7 separate regions of the Mus musculus genome follow, and regions 2, 3, 4, 5, 6 and 7 are each linked to region 1. A link is a contact called in public promoter capture Hi-C data. All regions are on one chromosome and are shown on one strand. Each heading gives the region's core, a stretch centred on a gene start, on an enhancer-like site or on the middle of the called end of the contact. The rest is flanking DNA. Distances are from core to core; before and after follow the strand shown. Region 1 holds the start of Tep1 (telomerase associated protein 1). Region 2 holds the start of Ap5m1 (adaptor-related protein complex 5, mu 1 subunit). Region 3 holds the start of Olfr1509 (olfactory receptor 1509). Region 4 holds the start of Mettl3 (methyltransferase like 3). Region 5 holds the start of Rab2b (RAB2B, member RAS oncogene family). Region 6 holds the start of Chd8 (chromodomain helicase DNA binding protein 8). Region 7 holds the start of Slc35f4 (solute carrier family 35, member F4).

Evidence for each region. Promoter capture Hi-C pulls out the DNA fragments that hold promoters and counts their contacts. Capture Hi-C pulls out chosen DNA fragments and counts their contacts.
Region 2: a contact with region 1 is called in a promoter capture Hi-C map of adipose tissue, with 2.9 times the contacts expected there. The contact joins the promoter of Ap5m1 here to the promoter of Tep1 in region 1. A contact is called at or near these places in 1 of 39 promoter capture datasets (liver) and 1 of 9 other capture datasets (adipose tissue).
Region 3: a promoter capture Hi-C map of pre-B cells shows a contact between it and region 1, with 3 times the contacts expected there. The contact joins the promoter of Olfr1509 here to the promoter of Tep1 in region 1. A contact is called at or near these places in 2 of 39 promoter capture datasets (maxillary cranial neural crest and pre-B cells).
Region 4: a contact with region 1 is called in a promoter capture Hi-C map of liver, with 4 times the contacts expected there. The contact joins the promoter of Mettl3 here to the promoter of Tep1 in region 1. A contact is called at or near these places in 5 of 39 promoter capture datasets (the 3T3-L1 cell line, the C10 cell line, cranial neural crest and 2 more).
Region 5: a promoter capture Hi-C map of adipose tissue shows a contact between it and region 1, with 2.5 times the contacts expected there. The contact joins the promoter of Rab2b here to the promoter of Tep1 in region 1. A contact is called at or near these places in 6 of 39 promoter capture datasets (the 3T3-L1 cell line, the C10 cell line, cranial neural crest and 3 more) and 2 of 9 other capture datasets (adipose tissue and macrophages).
Region 6: a contact with region 1 is called in a promoter capture Hi-C map of pre-B cells, with 3 times the contacts expected there. The contact joins the promoter of Chd8 here to the promoter of Tep1 in region 1. A contact is called at or near these places in 4 of 39 promoter capture datasets (the C10 cell line, cranial neural crest, liver and 1 more).
Region 7: a contact with region 1 is called in a promoter capture Hi-C map of hippocampal neurons, with 2.2 times the contacts expected there. The contact joins the promoter of Slc35f4 here to the promoter of Tep1 in region 1. A contact is called at or near these places in 2 of 39 promoter capture datasets (cranial neural crest and hippocampal neurons).

The regions. Positions count from the first base shown.
Region 1 is chr14:50,868,147-50,872,245 of GRCm38.p6, reverse strand. It overlaps Tep1 (telomerase associated protein 1), which reads left to right and starts at 1,692. Exons shown (of 55, transcript NM_009351.2): 1 at 1,692-1,833; 2 at 3,661-4,099. The coding sequence starts at 3,685. It overlaps Gm26782 (a long non-coding RNA gene), which reads right to left and starts at 1,950. Exons shown (of 3, transcript XR_874615.2): 1 at 1,690-1,950.
Region 2 is chr14:49,064,733-49,068,831 of GRCm38.p6, reverse strand. It overlaps Ap5m1 (adaptor-related protein complex 5, mu 1 subunit), which reads right to left and starts at 2,283. Exons shown (of 8, transcript NM_144535.5): 1 at 1,968-2,283. The coding sequence starts at 2,041. It overlaps Exoc5 (exocyst complex component 5), which reads left to right and starts at 2,165. Exons shown (of 18, transcript NM_207214.3): 1 at 2,165-2,706. The coding sequence starts at 2,680.
Region 3 is chr14:52,448,276-52,452,374 of GRCm38.p6, reverse strand. Olfr1509 (olfactory receptor 1509) reads right to left here and starts at 1,982. Exons shown (of 1, transcript NM_020514.2): 1 at 973-1,982. The coding sequence starts at 1,960. The coding sequence ends at 1,034. It also overlaps Tcra.
Region 4 is chr14:52,303,358-52,307,456 of GRCm38.p6, reverse strand. Mettl3 (methyltransferase like 3) reads left to right here and starts at 2,333. Exons shown (of 11, transcript NM_019721.2): 1 at 2,333-2,569. The coding sequence starts at 2,470.
Region 5 is chr14:52,276,959-52,281,057 of GRCm38.p6, reverse strand. Rab2b (RAB2B, member RAS oncogene family) reads left to right here and starts at 1,663. Exons shown (of 8, transcript NM_172601.3): 1 at 1,663-1,862; 2 at 2,073-2,144. The coding sequence starts at 1,817. Tox4 (TOX high mobility group box family member 4) reads right to left here and starts at 1,912. Exons shown (of 10, transcript NM_023434.3): 1 at 1,826-1,912; 2 at 1,402-1,670; 3 at 1,169-1,237. The coding sequence starts at 1,407.
Region 6 is chr14:52,255,985-52,260,083 of GRCm38.p6, reverse strand. Chd8 (chromodomain helicase DNA binding protein 8) reads left to right here and starts at 2,324. Exons shown (of 38, transcript NM_201637.3): 1 at 2,324-2,406.
Region 7 is chr14:49,523,739-49,527,837 of GRCm38.p6, reverse strand. It overlaps Slc35f4 (solute carrier family 35, member F4), which reads left to right and starts at 2,001. Exons shown (of 8, transcript NM_029238.2): 1 at 2,001-2,327. The coding sequence starts at 2,225.

The DNA.
Region 1 (4,099 bases), core at 443-2,942:
AGAACTCTCTCTCTCTCTCCCCCCCACACACACATTTATTTCTCACAATTAGGATAATTTTTAGCATTTAATATTTAGTAGGTGGGACTTAAGAGTGCTAGACCCTTAGTAACTGTGCAGAGCACTTCTACAGTGAGGGGCATTCTTGTGCTTACAACTTTGAATGATTCTGCCAGTCATTCATGCACATTAAAAATCCATGGGGCTATGAGATGGTGGCATGCATTTTAATCCTAGCACCCAGGAAGCAGAGGCAGGCAGATCTCTGAGTTAAAGGCCAGCCTCGTCTACAGACTGAGTTCCAGGATAGCCAGGGCTACACAGAGAAATCCTGTCTCGGAACTACAACAAAATCTATTAAAATTACTATTTATCTTTAGGGGTTTTTCATTTTTATATTTATTTATTTACTCACTTACTTATTTTATGGAGGCAAATGCTCCCTAAGGAATCTGGCTTGAACTTGAGATCCTTCTGCTTCAGCCTTTAAAATCTCTGGAATTATAAGGGTATATTACCTGGCTAGTAGTAATTTACATACAAAACAGACCTCCACCCACACACTCCACTTTGTATTTATGAGTTTTGCCTCTATGTATGTCTGTGCACCACCTTCATGCCAAGTGCTCTTGGAGTTTAGAAGAGGTCACCATGGGTAATTAGAGTTACCAATGGTTGTGAGGCATGATGTGGGTGCTGGGTACTGAACCTAGGCCTTCTGCAAAAACAGATTCTCTTCATTTCTGAGCCATTAGAGGGCAGCCTGGTCTACATAGTGAGCTGCAGGCCAGCTGGGGTTATATAGATAGACCTTGTCTAAAAATAAAAGCCCAAATCCCCAAAATCAAAATTTAAAAAAATTTGTTGCTGGGCGTGGTGGTTGGTGGTGGGGTATGCCTTTAAATCCCAGGAGATGGGAGGCAGGGGCAGGCGGATCTCTGTGAGTCAGAAGCCAGCCTGGTCTAAACAGTGAGTTCCAGGACATCCAGGGTTACATAGAGAGACCCTGTCTGAAAAAGAAAGAAACAATCAAAAGGGTTTGGTTTATTATCTCAGGTAGTTTGTCGCAGTAACAAAAAGATAACATAATGAACTCAAATAGCATGAGTAGAGTTAACTCTTTGATCTTCCTGCCAGAGCCTTCTAAGTACTAGGATTACATGTGTGTGCCACCATTCTGAATCATATTTTCAGAGGTTTTCAGTCAAGGATCTCTTGACCCTCTTGCTTTGGCCTGTGGCAAAGCAGTTCACGGATGGGGTGGAGTGGGATTGAGTGGGGTGGCGACAGACGAAACTGTTTACTTTCATGGTGGATGAAAGGAAGCAAAAGGGAGAGAAGGGGCCTGACTTTCAAAGGTCAGCCAAGGGCACACTCTCAGCGATCTTTCTTTCTAAACGTTTCACCACCTCCCAACAGCTGCCCAAGGCTGGCATGATTTTAGCACATAAGCCTCTGGGGTATTTTCAGGATACATAATAGCATCAGAGCATGATTGTATTGGGTGGAAATACAACTCGGTTGGTAAAGTTGGCCTAGCCGGAAGTATAAATCCCTAAACTGTGCAAATCAAACCGGGTGTGGTTAGCACAACCCTATAATCCCGGCATTTGCGATATCCTACACGCGGCAGCCCCGCCCTCAGCCCCGCCCTGCCCCCAGCCCCGCCCCTCCCTCGCCCAGCCTCACCCCTTGGCCTCACTAGGGTGTTGGTTTTCTTTCAGTTCTCTGCTTCCAACCAGTCCACTGGCTGACCCAGGCCGGTTTCTGCTCCCCGTTGCGGAGAACCAACGCGCCTCTCATTGCGCACAGCTTTTCCAATCCTGAGCGCAGGTAGAGCCCTGGCCGAGACCTGTGTCAGCTGGACTCCCGGAAGGACCTCTGGGCGAGCGTGGTGCAGCCGCTTAGTCCTTCCGGGCGGCTGGCAGGGAGGTGGGGTGGCCTTAGTGGGGCGGAGGGATAGATGCTCAGAGAGAATGGGTTCCTTTTGCCTTAAAGAATCCTAGGAGGGAGTGACTGTAACAAATGAAGAGTGTTGTGATCACTTTTGGCAACAGAAACTCACTAGACTGACACGTTTAACAGTAATGGACACTAAGGTGCCAACGCGGTAGGCCTCCACGACTTCCTAAGAAAAGAATAGCGTCTGAAGTATGGCTTCAGGTGCAAGGCCAAAGAAAAGGGACCGGGGTAGGAGTGGAGGCAGGTATACATACAAACTAGTGTATACACAGAATGTCAGTATAAAACTATCAATACCAGTTATCTCTGGAACTTGGGGAAGAACTTTTAAGCTTTCAGAAGTTAATCAGAATCTCTATAAACTCCAGAGAGGAAAAAAATTACATGTCTTTATTTCTCTGTTAACTTAAAATTTTAATTGAGAACTTGTTTTTCACTCTTGGATTATGCCAGATGTGGCTGTGTATGTCTTAATCCTAGCACTGGGGAGGCAGAGGCAGGTGGCTCTCTGTGAGTTGGAATCTGTATAGTAGTTCCAGGTCAGTCAGACCTTTTTAGTGAGACCTTGTTTCAATACATACATACATACATACATACATACATACATACATACATATTGGATTAATTCTGAAATTCCTTATTACTCGTTGGGTGTGTATATGTGTGTATGTGTTTGTTTGTGTGTGCAAGAGTATGTGCATATGCGGATATATATACGGGTATGTGGAGACTAGAACTCCACACCAGGTGTCTTATTCTATTGCTTCTCGAGTTACTTTTGGTAGGCTGGCTGGCCAGCTTGATGTAAGAATCTGCCTGCCTTTCAGTGTTGGGATTACAGTCATAGACTACTGAGCCTTACTGTCATCTAGATGTTTTATCAACTGACCTATCTTTCTAGCTTCCCACCTTTTTTTTTTTTTTTTTTTTGGACAAAGTCTCCTATATTCCAGGGTGATTTTGATCTTTTAACTTGCTATGTAGCCAAGGATGACCTTTGAACTCCTAACCCTTCTGCCTCGGCCTCAAGTGCTGGGAGTGCAGGTGTATGCCAGCCCAGCCCTCACTACTTTTTTTTTTTCCTTGTAGTACAGGGACATGAGAGGAATAGCAAGACACATTTTCTTTTGAGAAAGAGAGTGTCAGTGCTCACGTGGACCTGGAATTTGCTATGTAGCCCAGGCTGGCCTCCATGTTCTTATGGTCTCCTTTTCAGCTGTGATTCTAGACAGGTCACCGCTATGCCATGCCAGGCTTCTCTCTAAGCTTTTGCTTTCCCTTTTCCCCCCTGTCCCCTTAGAATTACGCCTGGATAAATCTAAAAGGGGGGGGGGCAGCAAGATGGTTAAAAGTGATGGCTGTACAACACTGCAATACCGACCACTGGAGTTCAATCCCCACATCCCACTGTAGGGGGAGAGAACCAACTCCCAAGGATTGTCCTCCAGCCTCACACATGCTGTGACACGCATGGCCAAACTTATAGACACACCTGTCTTCCCCTCTCCCTCTCTCAATACACACACACACACACACACACACACACACACACACACACACACACACGATAATAATAATAACAATAACATAATTTTAAGAAGTAGAAATATTTGTTTGTTGCCTATCACTGGCACAAACAGATGAGTATGGAGTTGATATGTTTCTAGTGCATCTCATTACCTGTTTTTTTTCTTCTAGGCATATGTTGATTGTTCTTCAGCTATGGAGAAGCTCTGTGGGCATGTGCCTGGCCATTCAGACATCCTCTCCTTGAAGAACCGGTGCCTGACCATGCTCCCTGACCTCCAGCCCCTGGAGAAAATACATGGACATAGATCTGTCCACTCAGACATCCTTTCCTTGGAGAACCAGTGTCTGACCATGCTCTCTGACCTCCAGCCCACGGAGAGAATAGATGGGCATATATCTGTCCACCCAGACATCCTCTCCTTGGAGAATCGGTGCCTGACCATGCTCCCTGACCTCCAGCCTCTGGAGAAGCTATGTGGACATATGTCTAGTCATCCAGACGTCCTTTCTTTGGAAAACCAATGTCTAGCTACTCTCCCCACTGTAAAGAGCACTGCATTGACCAGCCCCTTGCTCCAGGGTCTTCACATATCTCATACGGCACAAG
Region 2 (4,099 bases), core at 1,034-3,533, 1.8 Mb after region 1:
CTTCTTCAGAGAACTTACTTTTTCAATTAACAAAAAGTCTCACTTCTATTACAATGTTAAGATACAAATACATGCACATAAAACCAGAACACTGGCACAAAAAAGAAAGTAATAGAACAGAGGCAGACCAATGTTTATATGAAGAAATATAGCAAACATCAATAGTGAGTCAATAAAAGACAGAGAGTTTACATAACGATGTTAGGAAAACTCAAGTCATATAAAGAAGAAGTGAAATTCCTACTTAACACCATATTCAAAGATGTACTCCTAGTGGACTTAAATATAACAGATAAAATTATACAGAATGGATAAAATGGTATCTTTGGAAAGGGTAATTCACAGAAAAGGTATTTCAAGAGTCTAATGAATATTGTTACAGAAAGGTATACAAATAGAAATTAGTTCTCCTTTACTGGTAAAATTAAAATAAGAGTCAGGGAAATACAGAAATTCATCGATTTCTTTTTTTTTAAGTGTTTATTTATTTTATGTATATGAGTACACTATAGTTGTCTTCTGACACACCAGAAGAGGGCATCAGATCACATTACAGATGGTTTTGAGCCACCACGTGGTTGCTGAGAACTGAACTCAGGACCTCTGGAAGAGCAGTCAGTGCTCTTAACTGCTGAGCCATTTCTCCAGCCCAATTCACTGATTTCTAATGACTCTGTTTGCATTCAGGGAAGCTATTTGTCAGTATTTTGTTAAATCAGTACAGACATGTTCTAAGGCCCTGTTTGAGGATGTTTACTAGATAGCACTGTTCTGAAAGGTAGAGGCAGCTTGGACCCTATCATTAAGGAATGTAAATAAAGAAAACCATAGATTCATACAGTTCAAGTATCTAGAGCTGCATTATCCAGTATGGTAGACACCAGGTACATGTGTTACTGAAATGTAAGCAAAACTAACAACTAATGGGGGTCATGGTTGTTGCATTCCTTTAATTCTAGTATTTGGAAACCAGAAGCAGGAGGGTATCTATGAGTTTGTGGCTAGCTTGGTCTACACAGTGAATTCTGGGTAAGCCAGTGGTACACAGTGAGGCTCTGTCTCAAAACCACAGCAACAAAAACCTAATAACTGAGTTCCTCAGTTACACCATTCAAATGCTTTCTGGTTTACATTCGAAGAGATTTAAAATTGGTCACCTTTCTACCATACATTGCTGCTTTCCAAGAACACACATCTACTCATTAACACAGAGGCTTCTTAGAAATAATGCCAAGAGACAGGTAACAACTTCAAGAACTGACAGATGGGATCTCCTGAAATCAAAACAGTTCTGCAAAGCAAATAAAACTACAAGCAAAGTGGCGAGACAGCCTATAGACTGGGGGGAACTTAGCCAGCTATACTTTATATCGGGGTTAATATCTAATATAAAGAACTGCAGAGTCCTCTCCATAGAATTATCTTGGTAAGATATGGCAAATTCTAAAGGTGGGACCAAACCACTTATGCCACCTGGATAAAAAGGTGACTGTAATTTAATTTTTCACACTTCTATTTTGCTCACCCACTAGAAGCTGCAAACTATAACGTTCTTTAAGCAATCATTTTTGTACCAAACTTAAACAGATGGAATTAATTTTAAAGATACATTAGTATAGCCGGGTGTCGTGGCCCACACCTGTAATCCCAGCACTCTGGAGGTATCTGTAAATTCAAGGCCAGCCTGGTCTACGTATCAAGTTCTAGGACAGCCAGGTATACATGAATCCTGTCTCAAATATATAAATAAATAAAGATACAATAGCAGTAATACTAGAAAACATGTAGCATCATGTAACAAGCAACTCATTCCTTACAACAAAGTGAGATAAACGTAGAAAGCCTAAATTGCCCAAGGGCACCCTGCTAGCTGCTCCTGGGACAGCTGAGACTCAGCGCACCACAAAAACTCCTGCTTAGATTCATCCTTGGACCCATCATGCCTGAGGATCCAGACTTGCAATTACCTGGAGAATCTGACGGTGCCTCCAAGTGGAGTTCCTGGTTCGTGACGTATGAGCCACACTGCCCGCAGGGCCATGGTTAAGCCTCCCAAGTATCAGAGCGATGTAGAAACTAAGGTCGCCATCCAGCCAAAGTAGACCCCGCCTTCTAGATGGGCTGTACCAGGCAACGTCCGGGTTCTCCCTGAGCCGCAAGAGCTCACTGGAGATGCTCGCTCTTCCGGGTGAGGTGACTCAAGTCTCCCGGTCCCTTCAAGAGATTAAAACACTCCTCAGAAGGTCTTAAGAACCTACACCCGGAATCTCAAGGGACTGGAATACTCTTCTCGCCCACTTCCGGGACGGCGGCCCGCGAGGCTCAAGACGCGTCACCCTGTCGCAAACGAGCGCCTCCGCGGCCCGCTCGCCGCTCGCTCCTTTCGCCCGCCCCGCGAAGTCGGCCGGGCGCGCGCAGCCCCACTTCCGGCGTGCGAGGCGGTGACAATGGGAGCGGCGCGGGCGGCGCCGGGAGGCAGCTGACAGGCGTCTGCGGCTCCGCTTCATGGCTGCTCTCCCTCTCTGCCTTCGCTGTGTGAGGACCGGGGCAGCCAGCAGCGGTGCGCAGCCCGGGCCGGAGGCGGTAGGCCGAGCTGGGACTGGTGAGCGGCGCCGCTGAGGCGCAGCATGTGAAGCGGAGACGGCCTCGAGCGCGGGGCGAGCCTCTCAGCCGGCCGGCATGGCCACGACGGCCGAGCTCTTCGAGGTGGGTCCCGGGGCTCGGCGGGCGGCGGCGGCGGCGGCGGGGGAGGGGCGGGTGGCGGCGGGACGCTGGGCCGGCTCGGGTGGCAGGGCGGCCAGACGTCCCGGAGACCGGACGGGCAGTGGGCAGGGCTGACTCCGGAGCCCAGGGCCGGCGAGCCGGGTCTTGCTGTGCGGATCCTCGCGACGGTGCTACAGGGGGCATCTGAATGGAGACTCTGGGGGGCTCCTCGGTGCCGAGGTTCCGACAAGCTCAGAAGCGGCCCTGGGGTGCCTGCCGTCTTACCTTACAGTCGAAAAGGCTGGGAGGATTCTTTTAAGGACAATAAAGGCCTACTTAGCCTCAGCACGGAAGGGAAGCGACACATCTTACTGCATTTAATTGCTGTGGAACCCTCCGACTGCTAGTTAAAGGATCCTTGGGCTGTGAGAAGCTGTGGGAGCGTTCAGGTGCATTTTCTTGAGTGTTTCAATATTTAAACTTGACAGTTGGATTTTGTGGCGTGTCAGTGTCAGAAGCGGTGAGGTTTGAGATAATGGAATGGGGTTACAAGACAATGAAACAGTATCTTCTTGTGTGGAAAAAAATAGAAGTAGTCATATGAAGAAAAATGAGGAATACACCTTCTCCCCCGCTGGGGCGTGATTACTCCATAGCAGCAGAAGTGTAAGTTGTAGAGAACACTGCAGTTCACAGTTAAGAATGTCACCATAGGTGAAAATTGTATCCATTGAGCATCAGCGTGTTCTGTGGCGTGAATTTTAAATGCCATTGTTTCCATTAAAAAAAAAATCTAACTTTTCAGTTACTTTTTTTTGTTACTGAACGTTGACTTGCAGTCATTCCTAGCATAGATACTGCATTTGTTTAGAGAAATAGCATGCCTAAATTGTAAGTTGTAATGAAAGTGATTTGAGTAAAAGTTATAATTACACCTAGGAAAAATTTATTGCTGTTCCTCAGATGTAAATGTCTGGAGATATTATAACATTTGCTTCACCAGTCATAAAATTCTGCTCATTTACTGTGTATCCTTGGTCAAGATACTAGGTAATTCTGTAATTACTTGTTTCAATTTTTATATCTTACAGGCTTTGGGATCTTTAAATAATACTTTCATGACGAGCTACTTATTAACAGAAAAACAGTATATTATCCTACTGTTATAGTGAATTCTCTTTAACATCCACAATTTCCTCTTGGATGGAAAATTATATTTTCTTCTTTAGACGTATACCAAGATGTCTTCAGTAACTTATTCGAAAATGTGTTTTCTTTCTCAGGGATGAAGAAAGTGGGGGTGGGGGGAAGGGGTGAAGAAATTTGTATTTTGTTCTCTAAGTCTTGTCATTTAGTGGAGTTGTTAAAGTTGTTTAGCTTAGTGACAGCAGTTCTG
Region 3 (4,099 bases), core at 733-3,232, 1.6 Mb before region 1:
TTCCCAAGAAAATGTATAACATTTTGAGAAAGATCAATAAGGTCACATAACATCACTGAAAGTCCACTATCAAACTAAAATAGTCAAGACAGTGTGCTCATATATAAATATAGACATGAAAGTCAATGTAAAGAATTACAAATAAAACCACTGGACTGAGGTCAGGGACTCTATGGAAGTTAGGGGAACTGGAGAAGCTGAAGGGCATCACAGCCCCATAGGAAGAACAACTAACCAGTATCCCTAACCCGGACCCCTCAGAGCTCCCAGAGGCTAAGCCACCAACCAAAGAGCATACATGGTCTGGTCTGTGACCCATGACATATATGTAGCAGGAAACTACCTCCTCTGGCCTCAGTAGGAGAGGATGCGCCTAATCCTGTAGAGATCAGATGCCCCAAGGAAGGGAAATTCAGGGGGTTAGGGGCAGATGGGAGCAGGTAGGTGGTTGGGTGGGGAAGTACCCTCTCAGAGGCAAAGGGGAGTAGGAAGGGGTGAAGAACTCTGGAACGGAGGACTGGAAAGGGGGGGCAACATTTAAAATGTAAATAAATAAAATAATTTAATTAAAAAAGAGTTACAAATGAATCTACACTTGAAAGATCGAGTCTTTTTCAATAGAAGTAATTTAATAATAAAATAAACGTCTCAAATTGTGCCATATCAAGCCAATGGATAGTAAAACAAATCTCAAACTTACTTCATACCACAAAGAAAAACTAAACCCCAAACATTATACACCTAGAATTCAAAATGGAATTATAAAATTTGCAAAGTAGAACAGCCAAAACTCTTTGAGGCTTGGACGTAGACAGATTCCAGTGTGAAAGGATCAACCATGAAAATAAAAAGTCATAATTAATTTAGTCAAAATGTTTAACTTTTCACCTTCTGAGTATTTTATTAAGAAAATGTATTTTCGGAGCTGGAGAAATGGCTCAGCGTTTAAGAGCACTTGTTACTTCCACATTCAGGATGTGGTCACAACCGTGACTGTTATCACAACATCACACAAGCACACACACACATGATTTCATGAGCAAATTCGTCTCTGCCTGAGATGCTTCATGGCAGTTTTCACTTCCTCATTCCTCAAAGTGTAAATGAGAGGATTCAACAAAGGGGTGACCACTGTGTAGAAAACCGATACCACCTTGTCGATGGAGAAGCTGCTATCTGGCCGAGTGTAGAGGAAGATACATGGCCCAAAGAACAGGGCGACCACCATGAAGTGGGCTGAGCAGGTGGACAGGGCTTTCCGACGACCTTCTGCAGACTGTTTTCGAAGAGAAAACAGGATGACTGTGTAAGAAGTGACCAAGGCTAGAAAACATACGAGGGAGATGGTTCCACTATTGGACACGATCAGAATCCCTGTAAGGTATGTATCTGTGCAGGCCAGCTTGATGACAGGAGGTACGTCACAGAAGTAGCTATCGATAATGTTTGGGCCACAGTAGGGTAGACGAATAGTCAAGAAGGTCTGCACAAGTGAATGAATAGTGCCCCCCAGCCAGAGTGCAAAGACAAGCTGTACACAGACCTTCATGTTCATCACATTGGAGTAATGCAATGGGATGCAGATAGCCACATAACGATCATACGCCATAATCGTCAGCAGAAAGATCTCAGAACAAGCAAAGAGATGTAGGAAGAAGAGCTGTGCAATGCAATTGTCAAAGGAAATGGTCTTCCTCTCTAAAAGCAAACCCTCAAGCATCTTGGGCACGGTGACAGATGAGTGGCAGATGTCAATGAAGGACAGATTGCTCAGAAAGAAGTACATGGGATTGTGGAGACGTGGCGTGAAGACTATGGTAACAACAATGAGGAAGTTCCCCAAAAGTGTTAACATATAAGTGACTGTAAATGGTACGAAAAACAGAATCTCCAACACCCAGTTGTCAGTGAGGCCCAGGAAGATAAATTCAGTCACTCTTGTTTGATTTAGAGCTCCCATCTAATGAGCGTTCCGGAGGATCTGGGGATGGGGGTTAAATTTTAAATTATCCTGAGTAATACAGAGATGAAGTCATTGAAATGACTGTTTTTCTTTGAGGCTTGGCATGAATATGTAAGTTATTTTAAATCCTTGCCCCTTTTTTTAACCTGGTTCTTTTCATTTCAGAATAATCCACAAAGAATAGTATCAGACTTGTGCCAAAATCATAAAGCTCCAAGGAAGACCACTCATTATTTGACTTCTGTTATTAAGATAATCTTTAAAACTTTAACAGTATTTTGTTTTGTCCAGTGTGGGGTCATTTTACATTTATTAAAATACTATTCATTTCTTACTTTGTTTTTGTATTACCTCAAAGTACTGACTTTAGAAAAACTATCCTGATTCAATAAAAGTTTGCTTCTCTTTCATAATTATTTTATGGTACTTAACTATAAAAGAAAGTAGGAGATTTAGTTTTGATTTCCATAAGCTAAGCTGTTCTTTAAAAGTACAGAAGAAACAGAAAGACTTTAAACGCCAGAACACCAGGAAAACTGGCTGTGAGATACTATTTCCTAGGAATGACAGAGAAGTTTTGCCAATGATACACCAATATGGCTGCCTAAACAACACCTGAACAAGTACAATACCAGTAGATTCAGTAACATGAAAGGAGACAACCTCATGAGGCCGCAGTTGTAAACAAAGAACTACAGGCAACTAAGAAATACTGAGAGTGGAAGAGATAGTATTCCCCTATTTGGTTATCCAACACAAAGTGACGAGCCCTGAAATTATATATACACAGTAACACTAAACACTACAGACTGAGCAAGTTGTATTTACATATTTATATATTTGTACATTAATGTTTAAATATTATATGTATACATATATATCTTAATAAAAAGAGGCCATGATTTAGGAAGGAGCAAGGGAGGGTATATGGTAAGGTTTAGATGGAGGGAAAGGAAGGAGGAAATAATATAATTAAATTCTAATTGTAAAAAGTATTTTTTCAAAAAGTAATAACCACAGATGACTTACCTCTTGCAGCACTTGGCAAGTGCCTTGTACTTTGTAGGTTGGCAGAAAAAAACTCTTATTTGCAGTAAACTAACTTCTTAGGTATTGTGAGTCTAATCACGCCCTCTCAATTGAACTAATAAACCACAAACTATGATTCTTTCAGTTCTGTAATGTAACTTTTCTGCCAGGAAAATTATATACTATCGCATTGTTCCTATTGTTCATGATGCCTGGGTGACCATAAACTATAAGAGTTTTAAAAGGTAATCATCACAAATCATCCAAAATGAGGCTTTGATCTAATTATTTCACTTAGGGCAAGGTAGTCTCATACAGTGTCCAAACTACAGAAAAAAAAAATAATAAAGATGGAGGAATTTTAAATCTAGTACTATTTGAAGCAGCCTAACAGTCATGGGTTGACTTGAGGGGAGTCTGTATGAATGGCTGAACTTGACTAGGTTTGTATCCACTCATTAAGAATGATGGTGATACAGAAGTGGATGCTTACAGTCAGCTATTGGATAGATCACAGGGTCCCCAATGGAGGAGCTAGAGAAAGTACCCAAGGAGCTGAAGGGTACTGCAACACTATAAGGTGGAACAACATTATGAACTAACCAGTAACCCCCAGAGCTCGTGTCTCTAGCTGCATATGTGTCAGAAGATGGCCTAGTCGGCCATCAGTGGAAAGAGAGGCCCATTGGACTTGCAAACTTTATATGCCTCAGTACAGGGGAACACCAGGGCCAAGAAGTGGGAGTGCGGGGAGGGGAGGGAGGGTATGGGGGACTTTTGGGATAGCATTGGAAATGTAAATGAAGAAAATACCTAAGAAAGAAAGAAAGAAAGAAAGAAAGAAAGAAAGAAAGAAAGAAAGAAAGAAAGAAAGAAAGAAAGGAAGGAAGGAAGGAAGGAAGGAAGGAAGGAAGGAAGGAAGGAAGGAAGGAAGGAAGGAAGGAAGGAAGGAAGGAAGGAAGGAAGGAAGAAAGAAAGAAAGAAAGAAAGAAAGAAAGAAAGAAAGAAAGAAAGAAAGAAAGAAAGAAAGAAAGAAAGAAAGAAAGAAAGGTGATAAGAGAGCTATTGAACCAGTACATAATGGTGATGTTTGATAGTATATTATCG
Region 4 (4,099 bases), core at 1,084-3,583, 1.4 Mb before region 1:
TTAGTTTACTAAATCTAGGCAGAAGCCAGTTCACACTCAAAAGGGGAAATAAAATTAATAGGAAGTGTTTGGTTTCTAGGTCCCAGAATAAGGGACTGGGGTGTATATTTTACATATCAAAGCAGACCTGGCCCCCAGGTTCTCCCAGCATCCCTCCTCCCTACCTGGCATACCCTGCCCACAACCTTGAATTTGCCATTCCAGGGGCCAGGCTGCCCTTCCTGCCCTTCCCCCAGAGGTTCCTCCCTCTATAATCCAGACATTTTGCCCGCGCGGGCTCTCTCTCTCTCTCTCTCTCTCTCTCTCTCTCCCTCCCCCCCCCTCGACCCTGCTCTCTTCTTCCCCTCCCCATCTCTCCTCCTCCTTTTCTCCCCTTGTTCGAGAACTTGTTATCTTTTTCTCTTCCCCCATCCCCATCCATGGCCACCCCCCTGGCCCCAATCCTTGGGGACAGTGAACTCACTCAAGAGCAGATTCCCAGTAAACCTGCCTTTAATATGATCCTGTCTGGCTCTAATTGGCTCATTTATCAGGAATAACAGCAAGTATATACATCCCACATAAGATCATAAATTATGGGAGACATTGGTCCAACTGTGGACCCAACCCCCATAGCACAGGAGGCAAAGCTGAAGTGAGGAGTGCAACGTCGTCTCACAATCGCGTAAACCCTGACTCTGCTTTGCTGCCCTGGAGATCTCTGGCATACTATGGCATACTATGCACATATTTGCCACTTAGCTATCACCCACCACCCCCGTTTTTATTTATTTATTTGAGTACACACTGTAGCTGTCTTCAGACACACCAGAGGAAGTCATTGGATCCCATTACAAATGGTTGTGAACCACTATGTGGTTGCTGGGAATTGAACTCAGGACCTCTGGAAGAGCAGACAGTGCTCTTCATTGCTGAGTCATCTCTCCAGCCCCTTAACTTTTCATTATTTAGGGACTATTTTATTAGTTTTTGTAATCAAACTACTGTACATAAGACCATTCAGTGCAATAATAGAAATAATTTTACTTTAGTTTTTGTTTCTGGATAGGTTTGATAGCCAGCCCAGGAGATCTACTGTTCTCTGCCTTTCCAACACTGAGATAACAACTGCCTAGTCATGGGCTGGAGATAAGGCTCAGTGGTAAAGAGCACAATTTATTATTACAGAATTGAACTCAGGTTCAAACCCTAGCACCCACATTGTACATCACAATTGCCTGTAACTCTAGTTCACGAAGATGACTCCGTCTTCTGGTCTCCAGGGGAGCCAGGTATGTGTGTGTGTGTGTGTGTGTGTGTGTGTACAAACACACATATACAAATATTCAAACACAAAAATAAACCTTTTTCTAAATTAAGCTAAAACAATGTCTGCCACCCCACACAGCTTTGCCTTAAATTTATGTGGGTTCTGGGAATCTCAGAATCTCATGCTTTCACAGCAAACACTTTACTGAGCTACCTCCCCATTTCTTGCACATTTTCTTTTAAAAAAAAAAAAAAGAACAAATTTATTATATGTATATGAGTACACTGTAGCCGTCTTCAGGCACACCAGAAAAGGGCAACGGATCCCAATTACAGATGGATATGAGTAACCATGTGGTTGCTGGGAATTGAACTCAGGACCTCTGGGAGAGCACTGAGTGCTCTTACCTGCCGAGACATCTCTCCACTCATCCTGAACATTTTTAAAGAGTGCTCCCTCACGCTGAAAAAGATGGTTCCCTAATTAAGATGTTTGTCTTAGAATATGCCTGAATTCCCAGAACTCGGATATTGAGGCAGGAGGATTGTGAGTTGCAGAACCACATAGTGAAACTCCACTCTCCTTTCACACACTTTGTATAGAAAGAAAGAAAGAAAGAAAGAAAGAAAGAAAGAAAGAAAGAAAGAAAGAAAGAAAGAAAGAAAGAAAGAAGGAGGGAGGGAGGGAGGGAGGGAGGGAGGGAGGGAGGGAGGGAGGGAGGGAGGGAGGGAGGGAGGAAGGAAGGAAGGAAGGAAGATAATATTTAACTTAGAAAATCTGGGGCCTTAAGGGCAGAAATCTATGATACAGTGCTTGACCGTATGTGCAAGGACCAGAATATACAATCAACCAGACTAACAGTCTGTTCACTCCTTCCCGTCCATCCATCTCTCCACGCATACACCCACCCGTCAAACACTCACACTTGTTCTAGCCCTGCTATTTTAAATGCGTTGTCACTAACGACTTAAAGAAACAACATGGCGGGTCTGCCAGCTACCAACATGGCAAACACAGCCTCAGCGCTCCCGGAAACACGAGAGAGAACTACCGTGAGGATTACGTCCGGCTGGTTCGCCAACCGGAAGTGGCTTTTCATCTTGGCTCTATCCGGCTGGCCTTCGGGCGTCCTCGTGAGAATTAGATGTTTCTTAGTTCTAGGCTGGGGAGGTGCTAGTCCGCCGCGCCTGATTCGAGCCGAGTCCGCGCTGGGAGCTAGGATGTCGGACACGTGGAGCTCTATCCAGGCCCATAAGAAACAGCTGGACTCGCTTCGCGAGAGATTGCAGCGGCGACGGAAGCAGGACTCTGGGCACTTGGGTGAGGTGCGGGGTGGTCGGGGCGGGCCTGGGCGGGGCGAGAGACTCCTGGAGAGGAAGACAGCCCCGGGCTCTGCGCCCTTTCCGGAGCAGCCCTTTATTGGACTCCTCGATTGTTGGTTACCCCATCTTTCCCGAGTAGCTGAAACGCATGCCCACCTGCGGGAAAGCTTGCAGTGCCTCCTCCCGGGCGTCGGTTTTTCAAGCGTAACACCACACCAACATGGGTCCACTCCTCTCCTTGGGTCCCATTCCAGTCCTGTCTAGGAGAATGTTGCGTCCGTGAAGCCTCTCAGTACCTTATTCCGAGAGCCAGCAAAACCCGTTTTGTTGCTTCTGTGCCTGTTTTACCTTAGTTGTAACGTTTGCTTTGTCACTGTCTTTTCTTTCCCATGTGGGCGGGGAGCAAGGATTGCTTCTGTATATCTATCCCCAGAGCCCGGTTTAGCAGCCACAACAGGGTCCTCACTAGGACCTTCTCACTAGGACCTTAATGAATGAGTAGTGCAAGTGTTTACAAACGTAGCAAGAATCTGAAAACACTTGATTTTGGTCTTTAAACATTTTCCCCCTCCCCCTTGTATGACAAAGTTAGAAAAATTGAAGGCACTTAAAAGAGTACTACCCTAATAGCCTTCTCCAGCACAAGCTCAATTATTTAAGGTAAACCAGTTGCAAAGCTCTGCGAGAATACCGAATCCATACTACATGTGTGGGTAGCATGTCAGTGCTTTGCAGTATTCACAGCTCACAACAGCAGACCTTGGTGAAATTCAGTCTCACCGTAATTTGTGAACATTTATTGCATATCTACACTACTCATGGGTTTCGGCAAAAAGAAGACACTGCTGTTACCTTAAAGGAGCTTAAAAATCTATGTGAGAATCAAAGAAGATTAGAAGAAAAAGCAGGGAGAAAAACCCTTCATGGTGGCTCATGCCTGTAATCCCAGCACTTTTTTTTTTAAAAGATTTATTTATTTATTATATGTAAGTACACTGTAGCTGTCCTCAGACACTCCAGAAGAGGGAGTCAGATCTTGTTACAGATGGTTGTGAGCCACCATGTGGTTGCTGGGATTTGAACTTCAGACCTTCGGAAGAGCAGTCGGGTGCTCTTACCCACTGAGCCATCTCACCAGCCCATCCCAGCACTTTTTTAAACAAGAGGGATATCTGTGAGTTTGAGGCCAGCCTGGTATACACAGTGAGTTCCAGGACAGCCAGAACTACCTAGAGAGACCCTGCCTCAAAACAAAACAACAAAGCCAAAAAAAAAAAAAGAAAAGAAAAAGAAAGAAAGTGTCACAGCTACAGTATTATATATGTAAGATGCTAAATGAATGGGTCCACAGTCGCTACAATGACTAAGAAATGGGGCAAGCTTAATGGGGACTTCCTACTGGAGTTGCCAGTTAAATTTGGCCTTGATTTTTAAACTGCATTAGCCAATACAAGATTTATCAGATTACATAATTTAAAAAAGATAATAGGGCATTATGGAACACAAAGTGCAAAACATAGGAAAAGGG
Region 5 (4,099 bases), core at 414-2,913, 1.4 Mb before region 1:
AAAACAAAAAACAAAAAGCAAAAGCAACTAGCAATCACTCACTGTCAATCATCTCTCAACCATAACAATGTTCCCACAGGATAAACCGACACAACAGCAATGGATAACTACTTTTGGTGCAAACAACCGTGCAAATGAATTCACAGCACTTTGGGAGGTAGTATATAATCCTCAAAAGATGGACCAAGGCTCAAGTTCTCAAAAAAAAAATGGTAAAATTTCATACACTGCAGCTTTGACTTTCGCTTGCTCAAATAAGTTTTATGCTTTCTAATAGGAAAATCTGTCAACCAAAAGTTTTCCTGAATATCTTACAGCAGTGGCTCTCAACGTTCCTAATGCTGCATGGACCCTTTATTATGGTTCCTCATATTATGGTGACCCCCAACCATAAAATTATTTTCGCTGCTATTTCACAAATATAAGTTTGCTACTGTTATGAATCACAAAGTATCTGTTTTCCTATGGTCTTAGGTGACCCTTGTGGAAGGTCTTAGAACATCCAACAACCATTACTTCTACTTCACGCCATCTTTAAAAACCAAACCAAACCAAACCAAACCAAACCCTGTTATTATAGTCATTTGACAACTGGAATCCAAAGGTGACATAGTCAGTCTGTGATCACTGGGAAACAGGTGCACTCTACCCCCTTCTATGTTCTCTGGCAGCTATTTCTTTCCCTCTGTCGTTCTTTAGCCAAGCAAACAGATGCCACATCAGTAGGATGAACCACTTTTATCAGAAAAGACATTTCAAATAAAAGAGCCCCCTATAGAATTCAAGAAATAACAACTGTCCGAAGTTATTCCCTGCTGGATAAACAACTTTCTTTATCTCGATTTCTTTACTGAAAAAATTTTTTTTCTTTCTTGCTGTCTCCCAAGATTGTTAGTTATTTCACCCCCAACCAAAGAACAATTCCTTTCGTTCTTCCTATTCAGAACAGAAACTCCTCAAACAAGCCGTCTCTTCAACATCCTGGTTTCCTCATGACAGCCGCTTTCGGTTCTCCCCCACCCCCACCCCCTCCACAGTCCTTAGAGGAGCTCGAAGCCTCGGCCACTGTCCCCTCCAGCTCCCGCCAGCCCCCGCGCTCACCCCCACCGTCCTTCCCTAACCGCTGCCTAGGCCCTCCGGCGCCCCAGCATCAGCAGCTTTTGCTCACCTCGGCTCCTGACAGGAAAGGGTGCGAGGGCCCAGTGATCGTCAGGTAATTGTCATTTCCTCCGGGAAACTGTAAACCAAAAGAAAGCCGCGGTGGGTGAGTGAGCGGAGCAGTGGCGTGCTGAGACCCCAGCCCTCCCGAGCCCCCCTGGCTCCTCGCTGCCCTGCATTCCCGCTTCCGCTTCCCCTAGTCGGCCGCGAACCCTCATCAGCCCTCAAAGACTCGGCACCCACCTCCATCTTCACAGCACCACTACCAGCGACTCAGCGTCTCCGCGTCCGCATCGCTCCCACCGCCCCCACTAGGTTCCGAGCGCGTCACTTCCTCAAGGAGAAAGCGTCGCTCTCCGATGATTGGACCGAGTCAGGGACGCAACCAGTCTCGATCCCAGCTGCCCGAAGGGTCGCTGTCGCCCCCTGGAGCTTGGTGGGATAATGGCATGTAGAAGAGCACTGGGTGGCCCTAGAGGCGGCGTCCGGTACAGCCGATCCAGCGAAGATTTCTGGGGGAGAGCAATAGAGACGCAGCTTGAGCTAGAAGGGCTGGAGCGGAGGCAAATAAGGAGACCCGTAGATTGAGTGGCTAGAGAGGTCGGAGGTAAGTGGCTGTAGAAATCGGGAGGACCCGGAACACAGACGCCTCGGGACCATGACTTACGCTTATCTCTTCAAGTACATCATCATCGGAGACACAGGTAACCCGCCGACGGACCGCCTTCGGAGTTGGGGCGGGGATCCTACCTCCAAAATCGGCTTGGGGGCGGGGCGGGGTGAGCGGAGTTGCGCGGAGGGGGCGGGGCGAGCCCCGGGGGCGGGGCTCTGCCCCTGCCTTAGACCCTGTTCCCTGTCTGGGAGCCAGCGGCTTCCCGGGTGACGTGCGTCTAGTGAACACCGTTCTTTCGCAGGTGTGGGGAAGTCATGTCTCCTCCTTCAGTTTACCGACAAGCGGTTCCAGCCCGTGCACGACCTCACAATAGGTAAGCTATCCCCTCGTTCCAGAACAGCTAAAAGCTAGCTGCCAGAACTGCTAAAGGAGAAAGTTACAGTCTCAGTATTCTAAATAAAAAGTTACTTCTCGGCCGGGCGTGGTAGCTCGCGCCTTTAATCCCAGCACTCGGGAGGCAGGTGGATTTCAGAGTTCGAGGCCAGCCTGGTCTACAAAGTGAGTTCCAGGACATCCAGGGCTACACAGAGAAACCCTGTCTTGAAAAACCAAAAAAAGTTACTTCTCGCTACCTTGGTCTGAAATCATGGTATATGAAAAATGATAAAAGCTGGTAAGTGGAGGATAAATGATTGAAAGGTAACTTTAGAGATGGATGTAAGATACTAGTTGCCGTAGGATTTTTTTTTCTTCCAATGCAACTTGTATGTTTATGGAAAAATCCCACGGAAACATGACTGCTTATTAAACATCTCATCTGTATTTTGTTATTAACTACCAGCTTCACATGTTTTTCAACATAAACACCAACATAGGATTCTTTTAAGTCTGGAGAGGTAAAAGCCAATGTACGGACATTGCAGTTCTTCCTGCACAGACACCTCCTCTAATCTCTTCACCTTCTCTTCTTTTAGGAGCAAATAGCCTCAGATTCATTATATAACCCACACTGGACACAAACTCCCAGAGATCCTCCTGCATTAGACTCTCCCCCCCCCACCCCCTCGGGACAGGGTTTCTCTCTGTGTGGCCCTGGCTGTCCTGGAACTCACTCTGTAGGACAGGCTGGCTTCAAAAATCAGAAATCCGCCTGCCTCTGCCTCCCAAGTGCTGGGATTAAAGGCGTGCGCCACCACTCCCAGCCTCACGGACTTTCGTAATAAGTTTGTTTTTGCGCCGAGACTGGCTTTAAGCTTCCTGGGTAACCTGACCATGATTTTGACTTGATCGTCCTAAATGCTGGGATTAGATATGCACCACTATACTCAGCCTGTTTTTTAGTTTCTTACTCATTGAAATTACATTCTTATTGTTCTGAGAGAAAAAAAAAGTTGACAGTGATTTTTTTTTTCCAAAAAAATATCTTTTTGATTTTTGTTGAGGTAATAGGTATTCAGAACAGGTATTTCATATAGCACCTTAAAGTAAAAATATTTATATAGAGTATGAATTCCTCATGCTATGTACAAAATACTATTTTGAAAATAGAAAAGGGGATGAATTGTCTGCTTATGATGCAGTGGGGTTTTTGTTTTTTTGAAATATTGTCCTTGAAAGAGATGAATTTTGCCTAGAAATAGAAAAGTGTCAAAAGCTCTATCAGTTCGTCAGTTTCCATACTGCTTTAAGAGAGGCTATTACCAATGTACTCTGGAAATTATTGGTGATTGAAGGTATTTTGTCCTTGAAGACCTGTTCCTTAGGCAGCTTCTTTAATTGCCAATGAAAACAGTTTTAGAATTGCAGTTTAAGAAGTGCTGCTTCATACACAGAACTAGTCAGTACTCTGAGACACTGTCGCGAAATGCTATCAATGGGCTGGAGAGCTGACTCAGCAGTTAAGAGCACCGACTGCTCTCCCAAGAACAAGGGTTCAATTCCCAGCACCCATCATCCTCTGTCACTCAAGTTCCAGGGGATCCTTTGGGTTCTTCTGGCCTCCACAGGTACCAGCCACATACGTCACACATACTTAACATGCAGGCAAAACACTTAACTTTCAAATAGTTCAGAAGTTCTTTGAGCCTGACAGTGGTGGCGCACGCCTTTAATCCCAGCACTCGGGAGGCAGAGGCAGGTGGATTTCTGAGTTCAAGGCCAGCCAGGTCTACAGAGTGAGTTCCAGGACAGCCAGGGCTAAACAGAGAAACCCTGTCTTGAAAAACCAAAACCAACCAACCAAACCAGCAAACAAAGAAGTTCTTTGAAAACAATTGTAGAATTAAATATTACCTAGTCAGATTTCAGTGTAAGCTAACATTCCTAAGC
Region 6 (4,099 bases), core at 1,075-3,574, 1.4 Mb before region 1:
GTTCCTTGCCACACATGTCCACTGTAATTCCAGTCCCAAGGGAAACCCACATCTCTGCTCTCTGGCCCAACCAGTGCTCATGCACATACATATACACAAAATTAAAAATATAATAGAAAAACTGTTTTCTTTGTGTACTCCTGGCTGTCCTGGAACTAGTTCTGTAGATCAGAGCTCAGAGATCGGCCTGCATCTGCCTCCCAAATCCTAGGATTAAAGGCGTGCCCTGCAATAAATCTCTCTCTCTCTTTTTTTTTTTTTTCTTTTTTGGTTTTTTAAGACAGGGTTTCTCCGTATAGCCCTGGCTGTCCTGGAACTCACTTTGTAGACCAGGCTGGCCTCGAACTCAGAAATCTGCCTGCCTCTGTCTCACGAGTGCTGGAATTAAAGGCGTGCGGCCACCACGCCCGGCTAATAAATCTCACTCACACACATTAAAATCTAAAAAATATATCTTTAAAAACAACAATGGGCTGGAGAGATGGCTCAGTGGTTAAGAGCACTGACTGCTCTTCCAAAGGTCCTGAGTTCAAATCCCAGCAACCACATGGTGGTTCACAACCATCTGTAATGAGATCTGATGCCCTCTTCTGGGGTGCCTGAAGACAGCTACAGTGTACTTACATATAATAAATAAATAAATCTTAAAAATAAGAAAAAGAAAATCTATGGGCAAACTGAGGCACATGAGTCAGAACCCTGGGCCTGATGTTCAGGGACCCTCTACTTTCATGTTAGCCCCAGGAGTCAGCGGGTCTCCCTATACCTCAGTTTCCCCAGAGGGAAGTAGCACAGCAAATATGGTTGTCTCTCCATCTATGATAGTCTAGTTCCAGGATCCCCCCAAACCACATGGATAACAAAATCTGTGGGCACCAAAGTCCCTCAGGAACAGAGATGTATATTTACAAACTACCTACACACGTTGTTCTCAACACTGCGATCATTTCTGATTCTACCTAAAACAGTGCGGGTGATGTGCAAATAGTTGACAAATTATATTGTTTAGGGAAAATGACAAGAGCAAAGTTTATAAAAATAAATAAATCTCTTTAAAAACAAATTTTGCAGGTTTTGCTGTGTTGCTCAAGCTTCCTTCAGGTTTGTTTGTTTGTTTGGGGGGGGGGGGTTGGTTCAAGACAGGGTTTCTCTGTGTAGCCCAGGCTGTCCTGGAACTCACTTTGTAGACCAGGCTGGCTTCGAAATCAGAAATCCGCCTGCCTCTGCTTCTCGAGAGCTGGGATTAAAAGCCTGCACCACCACGCCCGGCTTCCTCGAGTTTTCTAATACTGGTATTTAAACAAACAAACAACAACCAAAAAACCCTTCTTGTATGGAAATGTAGTCGGCAGAACTTTAGAAAATGCAGGAACACCTTTCTCAGTGTAGTTTGACCTATGGTGAAATTTTGCTTCTTTCCAGAATAAATGACTCCGTCAGTGTACCTCTGATAAGTCTTGTTTCCCAGTGTGTATTCGTGCGTAGTAATTGGAACTATTGGTAAATTTAAGGTCCTTTGCTTTTTAAGTGAAATTCCTCACTCCCGATATTACTAAATGACTCAGAATTTTGGGTTGCTAAAATCGGAACACTGGTCTAGGGCGTGGTAGCTCATGCCTCAAATACCATATCTCTGTGTTTAACGCCAGCCTGATATATTGAGACCCTGTCTCAAAAAAACAAACAAAACTCTAATACTGGAAAATCTGAAACGTGCATAGATAAGCAAGTAGAATGGCTATAAAACCCGTGTCGATTATGTGTTGATAATCCTGCTTGTCAAGGATCACCCTAGAAGTGGCATTCAGAAAAACTGATCGTTGGCTTCTTTGATAAACCAGCATCATTCCTACGTTTAAGAGGTGGTGGGGCTTGTTTCCAGTCTTGTTCAACGTTTTTCCAGAGTTCCTCCCCATGACTGACAGGCATCCTGAGTACATGAGAGGAGGGCATGTAGGGGCTGGACCAAAACGGACCAACAGAACTCCAAAAAGGCCTTCACATTCCTATACGTAATCGTGGGAGATCACCAAGCCAGTCGACCCAAGATGGCCTCCCGAGACAGGTAGCAGGTGCTGTCCGGGTTTGCAGCGCCCCCAGCGGCGGGGGTCAGAGGCCTGGCCTGCCAGCCCGCCGCCCGCTCCGATTTCCAAGCAGGCATATCTGCGGTTGCCTACGTACCCTTCCCAGCCTCAGGCCCTCCCAGCCTTCGGAGACTTCCTGGATGGCGCCCGGCTCCGGCCACGCCATTGGTAGATGGAGGGCGGTGGGCGGGCCCAGGCGCATGGAGGACTAGCAAGCTTGCTTGCGGCGAGGGCTGGCCGTGCTCCGCCGGAAGGCGCCTTGTTCTCCCGGACGGTGGGTTGCAACTCTTGCCCAGGGAAGGAAGCCGCAGGACTGGCTCAGGTAAGCCTGCGGCACGCGCGGCTCCACCAAGCCTCGTCGGAGCCTGGGCGGGTAGTGGGTGGGGTAACAACGTCCTCGCTTGCTCGCTCGCTCGCACCCATGCGGGTGCAGCGCCGAGCGGTGATCAGGTGCGGGATGCTCGGGGCTGAACCACTCTCCTTTGTGAGAGGCAGGCGCTGGGGACCGGACGGGCCGCGGGGCCGTGCTGGGACGGGCCGCGAGGGAGCTGCTAGGGCCAGCGTGGAGTTTTGGAGCTTGTCATGGCACTGCTGGGCGAGGCGCACATTCGAGACAGTTGCCTTTTTCTTCTTCCTCCTTTCCCAAGAAGAAAAACTCCCCTGCTCGGTTAGGTTACTCCATACGTTGGAGTCAGAAGTGCGAGGCCAGGGTTTTAGTTTGTTTTGGCTGGATTCTTTTTCCCTCTCCTCTCTTATCTTTAATGTTTTTAGTAAATGTGGGTAGGGAAGCCTGAGGTGAACGTGTTCGGATTTATTATGTTCCCAATTTCTGCGGGGCTGTTGCAAAGTAGAGGTGACGAGGAAACGAACAGCACAAGTCTTGTGTCTTCCTTGACAGGTCTGCAGAGCTCTTTGGTTTTCTGACACATTATGTAAACTCTTCACTAGAGGAGGACTGCCTCTTGGCGAATATTATTTAAAATTTGTTTTGGTTTTTTTGTGTCTTAATTTACCTGTTTCTAGTCGGCTTGCCATTGCTGCAGCTGTGCATACGCAGCAGCGCCTCTTTAAGGGGCAGTCCTGACGTCGTTAAAGGCTTCCCAGAGGAGGTATGTAGTGAACCAGTCTTCGCAGTGAGTGAGCAAAGTGAGCCAGAAGTCGGATTTTAAACGCTACGTAATTTTCTTTCAAAAGATAGACACAGTGAGACATCTCAGACACGAGTGAGGACCTTGCTTTAGCGATTTTGCTGCATTCTGCCATCACATCGATGTCCACAGAATCTCTGTTCTGAGTTTGTTAACTCAGAGACTGGCTTAGTGCCAACTGAGGTCGTTTTGGGGGGGCACATCAGATTCTAGGACATGGATTTGCAATTTGAATGTTTCCCTTATGTTGTTGCTGTTGTTTCTTTTGAAAGGATATCTGGCTTTCCATTTGTAGACCAGGTTGGCCTCTAACTCACTGAGATCTTCCTGCCTCTGCCTGGATTAAAGGCGTGCACCTCTGGCCCCTGCTGGGATATTGTCTTTTTGATTACAGAGTGTCTTCTGCCTAAAAATATCTTTTTATGGTCACCCTGCAGGTTCCACAAGTTGTAATCAATTTCTTAGGGCAGGAAGTGGGCAACTTCTTCTTCTTTTTTTTTTTTTTTTTTTTTTTGTTAACTTGTTTTTCCTTGGGTGTCATATCTTTTAGTAATGCTGGCCATTTGGGGCTGGGGGGGGGGGCTCTGAGATGAAGGATCCCACCACAACCCCTGATTATTTTACTTTGGTTTTTTGGAAACAGTCTCTCATAGTCCAGCTTGGCCTCCAACTCACTAATGACTTTGAAACCTTGGTCTTTATATCTCTACCTCCCAAGTTCTCAGATTATACAAATTCACTACTACCAAAATCTTGAAAATGGAAAACATTACTTGAACTGTCTTAGTTATTCCAGCTGTTAAGATAATAAAGGTTATGATAAGAAATACAGCAGAGTTCTACTTAAAAGCTGTTGCAAGTCAGAGT
Region 7 (4,099 bases), core at 752-3,251, 1.3 Mb after region 1:
AAGCTACAGATTACTTTGGGGTGGGGATGGACATAATCCTTCCTTTTTAGCTTTACATATTTAGCTTTTCCCCCCATTGCTTCAGTGTCACAGAGCCCTTTGGCTCTGTCTGGTGTATTAGCTCCTTTCTCGCCTCTAACAGTAAACAGGTGGGTGCAGCTGGAAATTGGTTTCTTTAAGGACTCTGTTCACAGCCACAACCATATGAAATTCAGTCTCTTCTCGAGATGCCTTGTAGAGCTTTGTGTCTGAATAAAGATGATCAACACGCTGTGAAATTTAATACTGCATTTTTATCCACTTAAGCCCATTTCATCTTAGGACAAAAGCTTGCCTTTTTTCTTTTCTTTTCTTTTTTTTTTTTTTTTTTTTTTCTCTTAAGGGCCCATAACACAATGAAAAAATGCTGGGCAGCCTTGGGCAGGGACTGAGAAACCAACCTTGATTTCTGCTCCCCCACACCTCATGAATTTTAGAAATGTGAATATCGGCAGGAAGTCAAACACTTCTTGAGGAAAGGTGGAGCTGACCTCTACTCAGCTGATAAAGGCCTTCCCTCTCCTCTCATTTTCCCTTCTGCGATGGAGATTGGAGGATTACTTCTTAAGAGACAGGGACTGAAATCTATGAACAAGGTAGCCTTTGCTCCTTGCATTCAGCTAACTCTAGGACTTCTCATCAACTCAGAAGGGCCATATTGGTGTGAAGGCTGCTCACCCTGATCACAGAGCTTCTAGAATGTTCTGCATAGATAATAAGTCTTTCTGTAGCCGGGCAGTGGTGACGCTTTAATCCCAGCACTTGGGAGACAGAGGCAGGCTGATTTCTGAGTTTGAGGCCAGCTTGGTCTACAGAGAGAGTTCCAGGACAGCCAGGGCTACACAGAGAAACCCTGTCTCCAGAAAAAAAAAACAAAAAAACAAAAAAAAACAAAAACAAAAACAAAACAAAACAAAAAAAACAAAAAACAAAACAAAACAAAAAACAAAAGGAAAAAAAAGTGTTTCTCTTTGGTCTTTGGACTTTGGCAATAGCTCGTATGCTCAGATACAGTTTGAAAGCCCTTACTTCTTATGTGTTTTACAATAAAGAAGAAAATATTTTTTCTTAGATTGTGGGATATTTAGAATTAGACAAATGAATATGCTGTGCTCAGATGTATGGTCCTACCCTTTGTTGTGTTTATTGGAAGGTAGGGGTCCCATGTAGACTATCAGACACAGGACTTAAACTCTTAAAATCTCTGCATTCACTAGGGTAATTATAATCCACACACCACCTGATCGAGATTCTTCTTCTTCTTCTTCTTCTTCTTCTTCTTCTTCTTCTTCTTCTTCTTCTTCTTCTTCTTCTTCTTCTTCTTCTTCTTCTTCTTCTTCTTCTTCTCCTCTTCTTCTTCCTCTTCTCCTCCTTCTTCTTCTTCTTCTTCTTCTTCTTCTTCCTTCTTCTTCTTCTTCTTCTTCTTCTTCTTCTTCTTCTTCTTCTTCTTCTCCTCCTCCTCCTCCTCCTCCTCCTCCTCCTCCTCCTCCTCCTCCTCTTCCTCCTCCTCCTCCTCCCCTCCTCCTCCTCTTCCTCCTCCTCCTCCTTCTCAGTTGGTAAAAGGAGAAAAAGGATCCTTGGATGTCTAGACAAGTTGCAACGAGTAATGCCTGTGAATGCTTTCCATATCCATACACCCAAGGTGGAATGGGCAGGAGCCTGGAACGAATGCAGGGTAGAAGTGCTAAACTGCAGTGTGCATCTTTTGAATTGCTAACCCCTAGTTCTGTGTGAGTGTCTCCCACCCACAGCAGTTCACCTTGAGCATCTAGCCACCGTCCTTCCCTCAAGTGGGCTTGGGGGTGTCTACTTTTGGCACAAGGGTTAACGGTGAAAGTCAGAGACCAGGTGGGGCGCCCACAAGCGTCCCAGACCTGGGTGGGCGTCGGAGGTGAGGGGGCGCTGTTCGGGCAGCAGTGAGCTGGTGGCGGGCGGGTGAGCTGCCAGGCTGACAGAAAGGCCGGCCAGAGTGGGGGCCGCTCCGCTGCCGCTGCCGTTGCCGCCGCCGCTGTGATGCGAAGCCAGAGCTGCGCCCAGCGGTGGAATCAGAGCTGGGGCGCGGGAGCACGAGCTGCAACATCAGCACCAGCGGCGGCGGCGGCGGCGGCGGTACCTGCAGTAGCTCCCGGGCCCCGCGCTTTGCTCTACGCCCCGCGGCTCCGGGAGCCGCCGCCCCGCGTTCTCTATGGATGTCAAGGCGGCCCCCAACGGGGTGGCCACCATCGAGGACCGGATCCTGCGGATTACTGGCTACTATGGCTATTACCCGGGTTACTCCAGCCAGAAAAGTAAGACGCCGCGAGGCGGTCCTGAGCGAACTGCGGGTGGGAGATGGGAGCTCAGGAGCACAGGGGCACAGGGAGACAGGGGGCAGGGGTGCGGTGCCAGAAGGCGCGCGGTGGGACACCTGCAGCATTGTCTGCTCCCTCACAAACACTGCCCTGGCCTCCAGGACCTCAGGGAGTAAAGTATGTCCGATGTCCGCTGTCCTCGGTGCTGAACCTCGAGGCAGCCATTGGGGCTGGGCGCTTGAACCCAGGAGTTTGGGGACAGTCTCAGTCTTGGAGGTAGAGGCGTGTAGAGGACAGGGCAAGCGCTCCTGATTGTCGTCGGTCAGCCTACCGGAGGCTGATTTATGCCTGGAGGATGCTAACATGGCTGTTCCACTAGCTGACCATCAGCCCTTGGGATACCCACTCAGAAAGCTTGACTCTGTGTCAGGGTGCTTACCCCACGCTGGGGATGAAGACTGTGGGGGACATTAGTTGGTTGAGGTTAGACTGGCTGGGTGGGTCAGCTTGTTCACCAGGGGTTGTTGAAATGTTGCCAGCACGATAATTGTTCATGATAAAACATCCTTAGAAGGTTCTCTACCCCCTGAGCAGTGAAAAGAACCTGCTTAAGTGGCTGAATTGCGGAGCTACCTACACCCTCCACACAACGCGGCCACCTCTGAGCTGCTGGATTTCAGCTTTATTCTGGCTAGATTACGCCAGTCTGCATAGTTGCTCTCAGGTTTTGGAAGCAGTTTCATCCACTACCGCTTCCTACACACACACACACACACACACACACACACACACACACACACACACACACACACACACACACACCGTGTTGCTGGGGATGCAGTGAGGGTCTCTATGTTTCTAGTCTCCACATTCTGTTTCCCTGACACACAAACCCCCCACTGTATCTGCTAGGATTAGTTCTGCTAAGCACCAAAGTGAAGCCTGTTTGGTTTGGTTTTTTTATTATTTTTTTTATTTTTTTGGTTTGTTGTTGTTTGTTCGTTTGTTTGATTCCTTAATCTGAACTAGGAGAGTAGCTATGCTTTAATTTCCATGCAGGTGGAATTTCAGTTTTCTTTATCACAGCATTTCTGTTGCAAAAGAAGGCTCTTAACTGGTGTTATTTTTAACCAGACGCTCCTTAGATGCATCCTGATTGGTATTTATCCTTGACAGTTTGGGATGCCATCAATATCACAGGCTCTGTGTGAAGCAGAAGACCCACACAAATCTTGACACATAGATGAGAAAGCACTTCATTTCCAATGTAACTTCATCCAGGGCTGTGCTGTCTCTCCATTGAATAATAAACCAAGAGCACTGTCCTGTGGGCCATTCTACAGATATTTTCCAGCTTAATATTTCATCTGCTCTCAAGAAAGGCCTATCTACTTCAGATGTTTCTGCCTAGTTGTTTCTAGCAGTAGACGCTTACATTATTCATTTTCCTTACAAAAGTAATTATATAGTGTTAGAGTTTCTGGAAGGAAAATCACATGCTGTGGAACATTCTTTGAAATCTTTTTACTACACGCTCAGTTTTTGTAGTTGTTTTTCTTTTTCTTTTTTTTTTTCTTTCTTTCTTTATCCTATTGGCACTAGGTGACTTCTTTAACCCTAGATATGTGAACTGTAATCTTCACTAGATCTTGTAGAAATTACTTGAATGTCACCTCTGAATATTTTAACTAGAAACCAGGCATTTGGGTGGTCAAGAGAATGTAGAACTTCTTTCTAAAATTGCAGGGTATTATAATTTTCGTGACAAT